Regions from separate parts of the Muntiacus reevesi genome. Here region 1 is linked to region 2. The links are chromatin contacts, called in public Hi-C maps. All regions are on one chromosome and are shown on one strand. Each heading gives the region's core, a stretch centred on a gene start, on an enhancer-like site or on the middle of the called end of the contact. The rest is flanking DNA. Distances are from core to core; before and after follow the strand shown. Region 1 holds the start of UTP3 (UTP3 small subunit processome component). Region 2 holds the start of DCK (deoxycytidine kinase).

Region 1 (7,109 bases), core at 4,015-6,514, 230 kb before region 2:
AATAAAGATATGAAGCATGGAAATGAAAAAAGAGAAAGTTCTTCACCCTGCCTGAGACACAAAAGGCTTTTAAGGTGACATTTAAAATCAATCTTGGACTTCCCTGGGGATCCAGTGGTTAAGACTCTGCACTTCTACTACAGAGAACACAAGTTCCATCGCTGGCCAGGCAACTAAGATCCCGCATGGCACAGCAAAAAAAAAAAAGACATTCGTCTTAGATGATGAGTAAGACTTCTCTAGAAAGCACAGAAGAAAATAATATGTATAATGAAGGAAAGGAGGCAAGAAAGATCATAGCCTGCACCAGGTTAATGAGGAATCTTGTAGATATAATTATTTTTATATTAACTACTGATACAATGATAATTACAGCTCTGATGATAAAGGTTTTTGAAACACAATCCACATAAAGCTTTTTTAGTCGACCCCCATTTGCTATACAATAAAGATTTTAGCTCTTAGCCTAATATTTACATATATTACACGTAGCATATATACATGCAAGGCTATGCCACATGTGGTAGCAGTGACTAAGAGGTATGCAGGAGTCAGGTCATAGCTCGAGTCCATAGATGCTGGGAAGTTTTTAAAGGACTTTAAAAGTTAGAGATGTGTAGTCATTTTTTGTCTGCTGATTTATTTTTAATTGAACCTCAGATGCAAACAGTTAATTATCCTCCTCAGTTCGCAGAACATTATCTTATTGATCCATGGTAAGTGCCTCTCCTAATTCTTCTGGTCTCCAAGCTTCATCCCATTCTTTGGTCCTCCATAAGCAACCTTCTTTTGTATTTAAGGTACATTATTTTGTTTGCATATGTTCTTATAAAATGTGTACTGTCATATAGTTGCACATATCTTATTACATGCTCCATTTTTTTACCTTTTATCCTAAGCACACTGTTTTTAAGACCCGTTCATGCTGCTATGTGTATATATAACCCAGTTTCTCATGACTGGGGCTTCTCTGGTGGCTCAGACAGCAAAGAAACTGCCTGCAATGTGGGAGACACCAGTGGGATCCCCAGGTTGGGAAGATTCCCTGGTGAAGAGAATGGCTACCCATTTTAGTATTCCTGCCTGGAGAATTCCACGGACAGAAGACCCTGGTGGGCAACAGTCCATGGGATCACAAAGAGCTGGACATAACGAAGCAACTTTCACTTTTTCCAATTACTGTATAGTTAAGATACCCATATAGTCTATCATCTAAATGATAAAAGGGTTGCTATGAACAATCACACTGGAATAACAGGGCTGTGCCAAGCAGACTAAGAAGGATAGTTACTTCATGTGCCTGAATTCCATGATGCTCACCCATGATACTTACTGATCTCTCTTTAGCAACCAGGTTGTCTCCAACACCATGCTTTCAATAATAGCTTTTCAAACAGCCTCATACAGGTCTCATGATGGATCTATGTGGGAATTTGTTAGCCAAAAGGATGTCTGTAGTGATCTGTAAATTTCTTACCTAAGTAATATGGGAACACTGAAAAGAGCAAAAAGCAGAGGAGAAGACTGCAAAGCAATGTTTGGAGAATAAAGAGTGGTAGAGAATTCAGTGAAAGGTATGGCTGGAAGGCTTGCCTTGAGGCAAAACTGTGAGAGGGCCATGTATGTTGTGAACTTTATTTTGATAGTAACTGAGAGTCACTGAAAGGTTTTGAGCAAGGGTATAGAATGACGGAAATATTAATAGCATTCTAGAAAGACATATCTCATGATGCTGAATCAAATGTACAGCCGAGACTGGAAGTAAAAAGACCTATTAAGGGAATATTTGAAAGCCAATACAGTACAGCAGTTAGCTACAACATCGTGGAAATTCCAAAGCCAGACTGTCTGGATTCAAATCTGGTTCTACCAATACATCTTAAGGCCTCATTTAAATTCCATCTGGGACTTCCCTGGTGGTCCAGTGGTTAAGAATTCACCTGCCAATGCAGGGGACATGGGTTCAATCCCTGGTCTGGGAAGATCCCGCACACCACGGAGCAACTAAGCCCATGCACTTCAACTAGAGAGGAGCCCCTGGTAGCAGCAACTACAGAAATCCCCCATACAGCAACAAAGACCCAGGACAGTCATAGATTAACTAATGAAAGACAAACTGCAGGTGCCTTTGAATCATAGATTAGAGATTATCATAGTACTTCTTCATAGGGTTGAATGTCAAGAGCTTATACTAGTACTGGAACATAATAACCACTCTCAACGCTAGCTATTACTGCTGCAGTAGTCCACAAGAATGTGAGATCAGTTTAAGCTAATCTGGTGGTGGAATTTTAAAAACCTGAACTCATGCCCTGAAGGAAGTATCCTAATATGAAACTTGGTGTTTCATTCATAAACCCCTACCTCCCATAGGAAAAAACAACAACAAAAACTCCCAAACCTGTTGGCTTTCATTAGGTCTAGTTTGCAAACTCCTGAGTCAGGCATCACAATAATGTAACAAAGATTCAAGCTGATAATACATGACAGTTGCCACAAATACAATGGTTAAATGCTATTTAATATGTGTTCATTTTCTAAGAACTCAGCGTTTTTCTTTGTAATTGGCAAAGCCTTATGATGCAATAAAGCATTAATATGTCTTTTCAGTGATACAAATTTTTAAGGAAACAATTTCCCCACCTAAACGGCAAATAATTCCAAGATCCGGTTATGGAAGTTTATACTACAGGAGCTGCTGGAATTGAAGAACTGACTTCTGAACTGTTCATCAAAAATATCTGAGAATGTTAGGATACAATACTCTGAATATACCCTGGGTATTATTATATTATTTCATATATAGTTAGGAAATGTAATGTATAGTATAAATGGAATAAATATTAGAGCAATGTGACTATTCCCATTAAAAATATCCAAAATAAGTTTCTATCTTCTCTATAACAGTATATGCATTTTGTTGAGTATGACTACAATTCTCAAATAATCAGCAATAAAAATGAGCAAAAAAAATAGCTTAGATATAACGCAAATTTAATACATTTAAAGCAAGGATATAGTTTCAGTCCAAGCTTAGATGCCACACTCTTTTAAGCAATATTTCCAGAACAAAATCCAGAAGTGATCTCTCGCCCTTCTGATCTCTCACAGCACTGTTTACATCACATACTGCCTTGTATTTTAGGATAATCTGTATGCATATCTTCTTTTCTACCTGATTAGAAGATGATGTAATGCTCAGTCATGTCCGACTCTTTGGGAACCCATGGACTGTAGCCTGCCAGGCTCCTCTGTCCATGGGATTCTCCAGGCAAGAATATCTGAGTGGGTTGCCATTACCTTCTCCAGGGGATCTTCCCGACCCAGGGACTGAATCTTCATCTCTTATGCTCCTGCATTGGCAGGCAGATTCTTTACCACTAGCGCCACCTGGGAAGCTCCTCATTAGTTCAGTTCAGTTCAGTCCTTCAGTCATGTCCAACTCTGCAACCCCATGGACTGCAGTAGGACAGGCCTTCCTGTCCATCACCAGCTCATTAGAAGAGATTATGGTTAATTCACCTTTGAATCTACTAAATCATATAGCATTCTGCAACAATTAATAAGCAGTTAATATTTGCTGAGTGACAAAAAATCTATTAAAGTCTACATTCAAAAATGAATTCTGCACTTAGCATCAGATCATAAAGACTTTTACCCACACATTTTTTATTCATTAAAGTGTACTTCCTAAAATCCTGTACAGGTTTTTAAATGCTTATAATAACTTGTAGCACTTAAAAAATATCTTAGTTCAAAATGTCACTTTTCTAAAAAGTTGTATTATTTTTTATAACCTGATGAGACCGCACTTTCTACAAAGAACCTGTATGTCACCATTAACTTTAACAACTTATTACAGTTGAACTTTAAACTATCTACATTTGAAGAAAGCATAATGTCTAAAATATATAGTGAATATGAACTGATCATATGTAATGTCTGCAAACTTAAACCTTGAATTACTCTTAAGATTGTTGGGCAGTCCTTTCACACTTCTAGTCCTAGAAAAACTTCTGCAGACAAATCTTACTAATTTTTCCCTTATTACCACTCTTCCTCTTTAAATACTTTCATCTGAGCTCTTAGTTTCTTTCATCCACCCAGTATAGCCTACCTCTGGAAAACGTCTGAAACTCATTCACACTGGACTGGCAAAGGACTGCTAACAGCTGGGTGAGAGGGCCTGGTATGGGAGCCCTGGCCCAGGTTTCTGTGCTAAATTTGTTAACCTAATCCTCCCAAGTCTCTGTTTCCACATGTAGACAATGAAGATACTGGAACTGGAATTAATGATTTCTAACATCCATTCCAGCTCAGGTTATCTCCCTTAGGGATGTTCGCAGGTTTAGGTATCATTCATTCACTCCATTTATTTAGCACCTGAGATCAACACATGATCAAGTACTGTAATGTCAATATTTACCCATTAAACAGATCTTCATTGAACACTTACTCTGTGCCAGACGCTGTGCTGCGTGCTTGCAATATCACAGTTCTGTTGAGATCTACGACGTGATACAAAGAAGCTGAGAAAAAGGCAGTAAGGGAGTTAAAGAAAAATCCAACAAGTGATGCTTAGACTGTCTCTTCATTACAGCAGAATTTCTCAAACTTGGCCGGGAGCACTAAACTCTTCTTAGTAAGGGGGCAGGATGGCGTGTACAAAAAGACAGCAATGTGAAAGGCAGTTGAGTGTCCTCAGCAACTGAAGGCTGGGAAACACAGGCTAAGTGTTCACAGTGCTCATCCCACTTACGAGACGGCACGTTTCGCGTGATGATTTGGTTTAACTAAACCACCTGCTCCACCGTTGCGAGAACAGCGTCTGCTCTTGCCCATCATCGTTCTCCCAGAGCCTAACACGCTGCCTCGTGCTTATTAAGGGCTGAAGAATTTACAAAGGGCCCGCTCCTGAGAGTTAACATGTGTCATTTCCAGAACACCCTGAAGAAGGAACGTGTTCCACTAGAAGGAAGAGAAATCGCAGCGCCTCCTGCAGGCAACGAGTTCCTCGGAAACAGTCAGACTGCAGAGCGCCGCTCTGCCTCCCCACCGTCACCACCCCTCGGAAACTCCTCGGAGACGCCAATCCCCTGAAGTCACCGAGCCCTGCGGGCGAGCGGCTGGAGACGAGCGGCCACCCGCCGGAGGCCTGCGCCCTTCCCGGCGCCCGCACGCGGATGCTCCAGTCAGCCGCGGCGCCGCCGCCGCCTCCGCCTACCGTGCCCAGAAAGGTCGTACGACCAGAAAGGTCGTATTGGACGTTGCGTAGACAAAAACAATCTGATTAACTTCCTGACGGATAGGCGAAGACAAAATTTCAGTAAACAAGAAAATCTTATACACCTGCACTCGGCTCCGGGCCGGTGACGTCCGGACAGGAGCAGGACAACTCACTGCACCGCCCTGCTGCCTCTCCTAGGCGTAGAGGTAAAGCGCCCTCTAAGGGTCACTGCTACTTCACCTCGCGGTTAACGGGGCCGTCACCCTAGTCACGCCCAGGCTCGCGAGAGTAAGAACAGGACCAAGGAGGTTCCCGGAACCAAACTTCGTTACCTACTGTTCCCACACGGAAAGGCCTGAAGGACCAACCGGAAGTCCTATTTCAAAAACTCCACGGAGAGCATCCGAGGGACCGGAAAGAGATGAAACTGCCGCATCCGACTGGAGCGCCGGCAAGACGAGCGTGGTGAGAGATCGCGTGGCTGTTACAGCGGCGTTTTGTTGGAGCGCGTGCCTCGTGCGCAGAGGTCAGAGGTGGCTGAAAGCCTGACGTCGGTGTAGAAGCAGAGACCGCGAACTATGGTGGGAAGATCCGGGCGGCGCGCGCGCGGAGCGGCCAAGTGGGCAGCTGTGCGAGCGAAGGCGAGTCGCGGCCCAGCGGACGAAAATGGGGAGGACTTAGAATCTCCACCCTCACCGGGGGACTCGAGCTACTACCAGGATAAGGTAGATGATTTCCATGAGGCCCGATATCGAGCCGCCTTGTCTAAAGGCTGGAGCGAACTAGAGAGTGGGGACGAGGAGGATGGCGATGAGGAGGAGGAGGTGCTTGCCCTAGATGTTGCCGATGAGGACGATGAAGATGGAGAAAGTGAGGAGGGTGACAATGATGATGATGGTGGTGGGAGCTCCGTGCAGAGTGAGACAGAGGCTTCTGTGGACCCCAGTTTGTCGTGGGGTCAGAGGAAAAAACTTTACTACGATACGGACTATGGCTCCAAGTCCCGAGGCCGGCAGACTCAACAAGAAGTAGAGGAAGAGGAGAGAGAGGAGGAGGAGGAGGCACAACTCATTCAGCGGCGCTTAGCCCAAGCCCTGCAAGAGGACGATTTTGGAGTTAGCTGGGTGGAGGCTTTTGCGAAACCAGTACCTCAGGTAAATGAGGCTGAGACACGTGTCGTGAAGGATTTGGCGAAAGTTTCCGTGAAAGAGAAGCTGAAAATGCTGCGAAAGGAATCTCCAGAGCTCTTGGAGCTGATAGACGACTTGAAAGTTAAGTTGACAGAGATGAAGGATGAGCTGGAGCCATTGATACAGTTAGTGGAGCAAAAGATCATCCCCCCTGGAAAAGGAAGCCAATACCTGAGGACCAAATACAATCTCTATTTGAACTACTGCTCCAACATTAGTTTTTATCTGATCCTGAAAGCTAGGAGAGTCCCTGCACATGGACATCCTGTCATTGAAAGGCTTGTTACCTACCGAAATTTGATCAACAAGTTGTCGGTTGTGGATCAGAAGCTGTCCTCTGAAATCCGTCATCTGCTCACACTTAAAGGTGGTGCTGGAAAGAAAGAACTGAATTTAAAAGCAAAATCCATGAAGGCCAAGCCAAAATCAGTTTCAGAGACTTCTGCTGCTGCCTTAGCTGTTACAGACCTTTCTGATGATTCTGATTTTGATGAAGAAGCGGCACTTAAATACTATAAAGAAATGGAAGAGAAACAAAAATTAAAGAGAAAGAAAGAAGAAAATAGTACCGAAGATCAGGCTCTTGAAGATCAAAATGCAAAGAGAGCCATTACTTATCAGATTGCTAAAAATAGGGGACTTACACCTAGGAGAAAGAAGATTGATCGGAATCCCAGAGTGAAACACCGGGA
Region 2 (7,643 bases), core at 4,253-6,752:
AGTTAGCAAAATAATTGTTGACTTTTCCATTAAACCAAGATTTTATCTTAATATTTTGTCTTCCTTGTAGACCATTAAAGGCCTTCCCCGGTAGCTCAGCTAGTAAAGACTCCCCCTGAAATGCAGGAGACCCCAGTTCGATTCCTGGATCAGGAAGATCCCCTGGAGAAGAGATAGGCTACCTGCTCCAGTATTCTTGGACTTCCCTGGCAGCTCAGATGGTAAAAAATCTGCCTACAATGCAGGAGATTTGGGTTGGTGGATAGGAGAAATTTATAAGCAAGTTTACTATGTTGATAAACATCCTTTTACAGAAGTTGTTGGGTCGGTATACACAAATGCATGGGTTGTATAACCACTTAACTTTTTCTGCCTTTATTCTCATTTTCTCAGTTGGTTTAGACTTAATAAACCTGTATGCTATCAGGAGACCCTATCTCATCCTTTAGTTATACCAGCATCCCTGCAGGAAAAAAGGAATTCCTAAATTGAAGGAGTAGAAAAATTTCTGGCAAGAGTTAAGATGGTAGCATACTTGTTCCTGGTTGAGTGCTCTAATACCCTGTATTTTATCTGTAATTCTCAAATCTGAAAAGCTCAGAAAACAAAGTATTTTATTCAGTTCACTGCAAGTTGAACCTGATCTGAGGTTCACAATCTTTATTTCACGGTGAAAACTGATGTTTCACTGCAAAATGTTAGTGTATTTAACACTTCTGCAAGAGGGTGAGGAATGGTTACATAATATATGTTATATGTGACTATTTTTCTTTTCTAAATTCTAAAACTTTAAAAATTCTGAAACTGAATTGACTACAAGGGTTTCAGGTGAGACACTGGACAAAAATCAGGGAGTACTTTTAAGAGTATGAACTTGTCAGAGTTTCCCGTGTTTACTATTTCAGTCACTGCACTATAGTGGGGGGGGGGTGTGTGTGTGTGTGTGTGTGTGTGTGTGTGTGTGTACTATAGTGGTGTGTGTGTGTGTGTGTGTGTGTGTGTGTGTGTGTAGTTCACTGCACTATAGTGGGGTGTGTGTGTGTGTGTGTGTGTGTGTGTGTGTGTGTGTAGTTTCATTTTGTTTTGGTGGAGGAAGAAACCCACTTAAAGATTTCTTCAGTTTAGTCGCTCAGTCGTATCCGACTCTGCAACCCCATGGACTGCAGCATGCCAGGCCTTCCTCTCCATCGCCAACTCCCAGAGTTTACTCAAAGTCACGTCCATTGAGCCGCCCACGTGATGCGATCCAACCATCTCATCCTCTGTCTTCCCCTTCTCTTGCCTTCAGTCTTTCCCAGCATCAGGGTCTTTTCAAATGAGTCAGCTCTTCGCATCACGTGGCCAAAGTATTGGAGTTTCAGCTTCAGCATCAGTCCTTCCAGTGAACATTCAGGACTGATTTCCTTTAGGGTGGACTGGTAGGATCTCCTTGCTGTCCAAGGGACTCTCAAGAGTCTTCTCCATCTACTCAACCACGAACATCTTTATCCGATCCATGTGGGACTAAGCTCTACTTTCCTCCTCCTGGAAGGTCTCAGAGACTCACCTTGCTCTTGCTCTCCAGTAGCTGCCAAAACCGTTACCATTTCATGATTTTTCCCTCAAGTTTGGATGTGGAATGTACAATACCTAGTAATGGGAATTTCCTGGAAGTCCAGGGTTAGGACTCTGGGCTTCCACTGCTGGGGGCCTGGGCTTGGTGTCTGGTCAGGGAACTAAGAGCCTGCAAGCTGCATGATGCAACCAAAACAAAAGCAGAACAAAAACCTAGTAGCTTCTCCAGCTTCCTTGCCATCCCAGTGACAAGCATTCAGGCCTTTCTCATTTCTAGAATCCTGCTATTTATTACTATGGGGATAAACAAAAGTAATATACATAAAGTACTACCATTATGAAATAACATAGGGAATTTACAAAAAATTACTTTTGTTTCCATCCTAGAGTTCACCATGGAATTTTGTTTTCTGCCTACCCCCCCCCCACCCCCCCACCCCCCCGTTTTTTTTGAAAATGGATTCACCATTCCATTTACAGTTTCTGTGGACAATTTCAACTTGGGAACTTCTGGACTGGGAAGTAGCCTGTTTATTAGGTCTTTATCATGATTAAAAACAAATTCTGGGCGTTTCTACACTGCATTTGTCCCCAGCTAGTCAGTGACTAAACAACAACAACAAAGATGAATCATCTATAAGAGGACATGGAATGTATGTAGGCATTCAAAAATTCAACATGTGTTTGTTAACTGTGCTTTGTTGTGTAGTGACTGAGTCATATTCGACTCTTTTGCAACCCCACGGACTGTATGTAGCCTATGAGGCTCCTTCTGTGCATAGGATTTTCCAGGCAAGAATACTGGAGTGGGTTGCCATTTCCTTCTCCCCGTGATCTTCCCAACCCAGGGATGGAACCCCATCTCCTGCATTGGCAGGAAGGTTCTTTACTACTGAGCCGCCAGGGTGTAGGCATGCAAGGTTAATTAAGCTTATTGTTATGCTGAACAGAAACCTACCCGGTATGGTAACTTCTTCATAGCACTGTAGGGTGGAGAAATTTTCCCTCTTAGGTGCTACCCTAATAATTAAATTGACATTAGACAGATTAACAGGAGAAAAACAATTACATAGGGGAGCCACATAAACAGAGAAGGAACTGGCAACCCACTCCAGTATTCTTGCCTAGAGAATCCTGTGGACAGAGGAGCCTGGTGGGCTGTCGTCAGTGGGGTCGCAGAGTCGGACACGACTGAAGCGACTTAGCATGCATGCATGCATGCCCCATAAAAACATAACTAAATGAAATAACTGAAGCAAGAAGCTTTAATACCTTGTAGACAAACAGGAGACCTTACAAATAGCTGTGAAACAAAGAGAAGCAAAGAGCAAAGGAGAAAAGGAAAGATTCCCATTTGAATGCAGAATGCCAGAGAATAGCCAGGAGAGATGAGAAAGCCTTCCTCAGCGATCAGTGCAGTAAAATAGAGGAAAACAACAGAATGGGAAAGACTAGAGATCTCTTCAAGAAAATTAGATACCAAGGGAACATTTCATGCAAAGATGGGTTCAATAAAGGACAGAAATGGTATGGACCTAACAAGCAGAAGATATTAAGAAGAGGTGGCAAGAATACACAAAAGAACTGTAAAAAAAAAGATCTTCACGACCCAGATAATCACAATGGTGTGATCACTCACCTAGAGCCAGACATCCTGGAATGTGAAGTCAAGTGGGCCTTAGAAAGCATCACTATGAACAAAGCTAGTGGAGGTGATGGAATTCCAGTTGAGCTATTTCAAATCCTGAAAGATGATGCAGTGAAAGTGCTGCACTCAATATGCCAGCAAATTTGGAAAACAGCAAGGGCCACAGGACTGGAAAAGGTCAGTTTTCATTCCAATCCCTAAGAAAGGCAATCTCAATGCTCAAACTACAGCACAATTGCACTCATCTCACACGCTAGTAAAGTAATGCTCAAAATTCTCCAAGCCAGGCTTCAGCAATACGTGAACCATGAACTTCCAGATATTCAAGCTGGTTTTCGAAAAGGCAGAGGAACCAGAGATCAAATTGCCAACATCTGCAGGATCATCAAAAAAGCAAGAGAATTCCAGAAAAACATCTATTTCTGCTTTATTGACTATGCGAAAGCCTTTGACTGTGTGGATCACAATAAACTGTGGAAAATTCTTCATGAGATGGGAATACCAGACCACCTGACCTGCCTTTTGAGAAACCTGTATGCAGGTCAGGAAGCAACAGTTAGAACTAGACATGGAACAACAGACTGGTTCCAAATAGGAAAAGGAGTATGTCAAGGCTGTGTACTGTCACCCTGCTTATTTAACTTATATGCAGAGTACATCATGAGAAATGCTGGGCTGGAAAAAGCACAAGCTGGAATCAAGATTGCCGGGAGAAATACCAGTAACCTCAGATATGCAGATGACATCACCCTTATGGCAGAAAATGAAGAGGAACTAAAAAGCCTCTTGATGAAAGTGAAAGAGGAGAGTGAAAAAGTTGGCTTAAAGCTTAACATTCAGAAAATTAAGATCATAGCATCTGGTCCCATCACCTCATGGGAAATAGATGGGGAGACAGTGGAAACAGTGTCAGACTTTATTTTGGGGGGCTCCAAAATCATTGCAGATGGTGACTGCAGCCATGAAATTAAAAGACGTTTACTCCTTGGAAGGAAATTTATGATCAACCTAGATAGCATATTAAAAAGCAGAGACATTACTTGTCAACAAAGGTCCGTCTGGTCAAGGCTCTGGTTTTTCCAGTGGTCATGTATGGATGTGAGAGCTGAACTGTGAAGAAAGCTGAGCGCCGAAAAATTGATGCTTTTGAACTGTGGTGTTGGAGAAGACTCTTGAGAGTCCCTTGAACTGCAAGGAGAGCCAATCAGTCCATCCTCAAGGAGATCAGTCCTGAGTATTCATTGGAAGGACTGATGCTGAAGCTGAAACTCCAGTACTTTGGGCACCTCATGTGAAGAGTTGACTCACTGGAAAAGACCCTGATGCTGGGAAGGATTGGGGGCAGGAGGAGAAGGGGACGACAGAGGATGAGATGGCTGGACGGCATCACCTACTCGATGGGCATGAATTTGAGTAAACTCCAGGAGTTGGTGATGGACAGGGAGGCCTGGCGTGCTGCGATTCATGGGGTCTCAAAGAGTCTGACACGACTGAGCAACTGAACTGAACTGAACTGAGACAAACAATAAATTTGTTAAGAATTCTCAAGATGAAGGGGTGTTGGCCTTGTGTAATAAGTTGATGAGGCAGTTACAAGTTTTATTTATCCAGCCTTCTCTGCCCTAAATCAACTTGGGAGTGGCATATCTGCTCTCCTTCAGCGTATACGGGGCATCCAAACCAAGATATGAGAGAGAAAGAAAGGCTTCTTCTGGTGTGGCATCTAGATACCTAAGTTCCCATCCCAGTTCCACTCACTGACTTTGAGATTTTCAACAAGTAGCCCCTCAGTACTAGTTTACTCGCTGATAAACAGTAGGACCTCTGGCCCTTGATGCTAGTTAATCCACGAAAAACCTTCGAAATAAGGTCTGGCATGCGATAAGACTGCAATACATTCCCTGAGGACTGGATCGCCCAGCGCCGCCTGGCCTCAAGACAGTCTTCCCCTCGAAGGCTGAGAACAAGGATAATCCGTTTGATTTTTGTACTATGCACTGCCTTTCCCCTGACGAGTTCAAAGCTTCAAGCTCAATCAGTTCGGTCCAGAAACCACAAGCCCCACGGGACAAGCGAGTTCCCCAAACTCCGGCCGCCCTCGATAAGGGGCGGAGGCGAGGCGGAACCCTCCAACCTCGAGAGCCCTTTCACCTCAGGCGTCCGCCCCGGGTTCTCGGAAGAGTCAGGGAACGCCCCCCGCGTTCTGGGAAGAGACGCGCCTGCGCGCGCGCGGCCCCGCCCCCTGTTTCCCCTTGACCCGACGTGCCGGCTGCGCACGCACGCAGAAGTGCCTCCTATGGCGGGTGCAGGCCGAGGGGCTCCGGGTGGAATCGCCGATTTAGGGGAGGGCGGGGGCGTGGCTTCCCCTCTGGGCGGGCGGCCACCTCGCGGTCCCTCCCCCATCGGCTGCTGCCTCCGCGCGCCAAAATCAAACCCGCCGATCCGCCGGCCGGAGAGTCTGGGACGGGAGAGAGTTCAGCCTGCAGGTCTAGGCTAGTTCCGCCGCGGCGTGAACCCCGGCGCGCGCACCTGCGGCAACCTCCAAGCCCTCCCTGCCTGAAGCGCTCGGAGCTGCCAACAGGAGAAGGCATGGCCACCCCACCCAAGAGGAGCTGCCCGTCTCCCTCAGCCAGCTCTGAGGGGACCCGCATCAAGAAAATTTCCATCGAAGGGAACATCGGTAAGGGGCCTCGGGAGATGTTGGTTCCAAAGCAGGGGTAGTCGTGGCTGCAGGGGCTGAAGCGCCCCTTCGCCGCATCCCTGCTACTGCTCCGGGGGGACTTTCCTCCCAGTGTGGTCCTGCGCTTGTGGACACGCGACCCAGAATTCCTAAACTGCCGCCGAAAGCACCTCTCTCTGCCCTCCCCAGCTTCCCTCACATGCTCCGAGGGTGGTCGCAGCCCCTGGGCGTCTGGCCGCGGGCCTAGGCCTCCGGGCCTTGTGAGACGCGCTTGGAGTCCTTTTCAGTCTCTTCGTTGGGATCGTGAAAGAAAGGGAATGGTTTTGTTCTGTTTGTTTTTAACGATGTGTCTGTCTGTCAGTGCTTGAGGTGCAATTTACGTAGGCTAAATGATCCTTTTTTTAGGTATAGAGCTCTGTGAGGTTGGACAATAATAATAATAATGTTTTACATAATAATGTTTTACATCCACCAAGATCAGAATTCAGAACATCTCCATCACTTCAAGAAGTTTCCCGGTACTTCTCTGTGGTCATCCCCCTCTCCATTTCTATCACCTGACAAGCACTGATGTGATTTCTATTCCTGACAGTTTTGCCTCTTTCACAATGTCATGGAAGTGAAATCATAGTGTGTAGCGTTTTGTGTCTTGCTTCTCTGATTTAGCGAATGCTTTGAGATTTATTCATGATGCTTGTATCTGTGTGTTTGTGTGGGGGTTTTGTTTGTTTGTTTGTTCCTAGTATTCCATTGCATGGGTATACCACAGTTTATCTCTCCCACTTGTGGACATTTGGATTTTTTCCAGTGTTTATATTATGGATAAAGTTGCTGTAAACATTCAAGTTCAAGGAAAGAGTTTAAATGATCTTGGCAACATGGATAACTCACTCCCCAGCCAACATCCAACTGAACATTGGGATATGATTCAAAGACCACTACTATTTCTGTTCTTAATCCAGATGTCATTTTACAAGATACAAGAGAATTTCCGAGTCTTCTCTATTTCTTACCTCCGGAAACCTATGCCTGATGCTTCCTGTTTTGATAGGATTTTTTTTTTTTTTTTTGGTTCCGAGTTAGGTACTGGCCATTCATGCATACAGCAATTTTTAAACATTCTTACCATGCTCAAAGCACTTGTACCTTAAAAAGGCAAGGCAGACAGGTGCTTTAGCAGCATTGCAAATAATAAAAAAACCTGAATACAACCTCAAGGAGGGCATTTTGTTTCTTTGCTCCAGTGTTGAGACAACAGTTGGAAAAATCCATGTAACAGACTCTCATTTCTTCTTAGCTAGGATACATTCTTTGAAGGTGAATATTTACTAGTATGATTTTACACAGCTACTAGTTGATATAGAATACCATATATAAAAACAGGAGGAAGTAGTTGAACAAAGCCATTTCAAAAGTAAATTTGAATGAACAACCTCTCACGTCTATACCACAATTCCTTCCCTTTCCTAAATCCAGTTAAGCGATGTATCATACCTCGAAATTTACTTCCTTCCGAGCATCTTTTAATCTTCTCAGCACCTGAACTAAGTTCCTAATTTGTCATCCCATGTCCAGTTTCTTTAAATTCTTCCAAAGTTTTCCTTCTATCTATAAATATGATGGTGTTAACCCCTGCTTAAATATCTCACCTCCTTGATACTTAACAGAAGGAGTTACAAACTCATGGCCTGCATTTATACAATATTGGCCTGCCCAAATTCGAAAAAAAATTTTTTTTGATTAGTTACTGGCATTTACAAA

Evidence for each region. Hi-C and Micro-C count contacts between places; a contact is called where the count stands out from the background.
Region 1: a Hi-C map of muscle shows a contact between it and region 2, with 2.3 times the contacts expected there. The contact joins the promoter of UTP3 here to the promoter of DCK in region 2. A contact is called at or near these places in 2 of 3 Hi-C or Micro-C datasets (blood and muscle).

What each region holds. Positions count from the first base shown.
Region 1 is chr22:29,561,390-29,568,498 of mMunRee1.1, reverse strand. UTP3 (UTP3 small subunit processome component) reads left to right here and starts at 5,264. Exons shown (of 1, transcript XM_065914314.1): 1 at 5,264-7,109. The coding sequence starts at 5,806.
Region 2 is chr22:29,328,669-29,336,311 of mMunRee1.1, reverse strand. DCK (deoxycytidine kinase) reads left to right here and starts at 5,502. Exons shown (of 7, transcript XM_065914481.1): 1 at 5,502-5,882. The coding sequence starts at 5,792.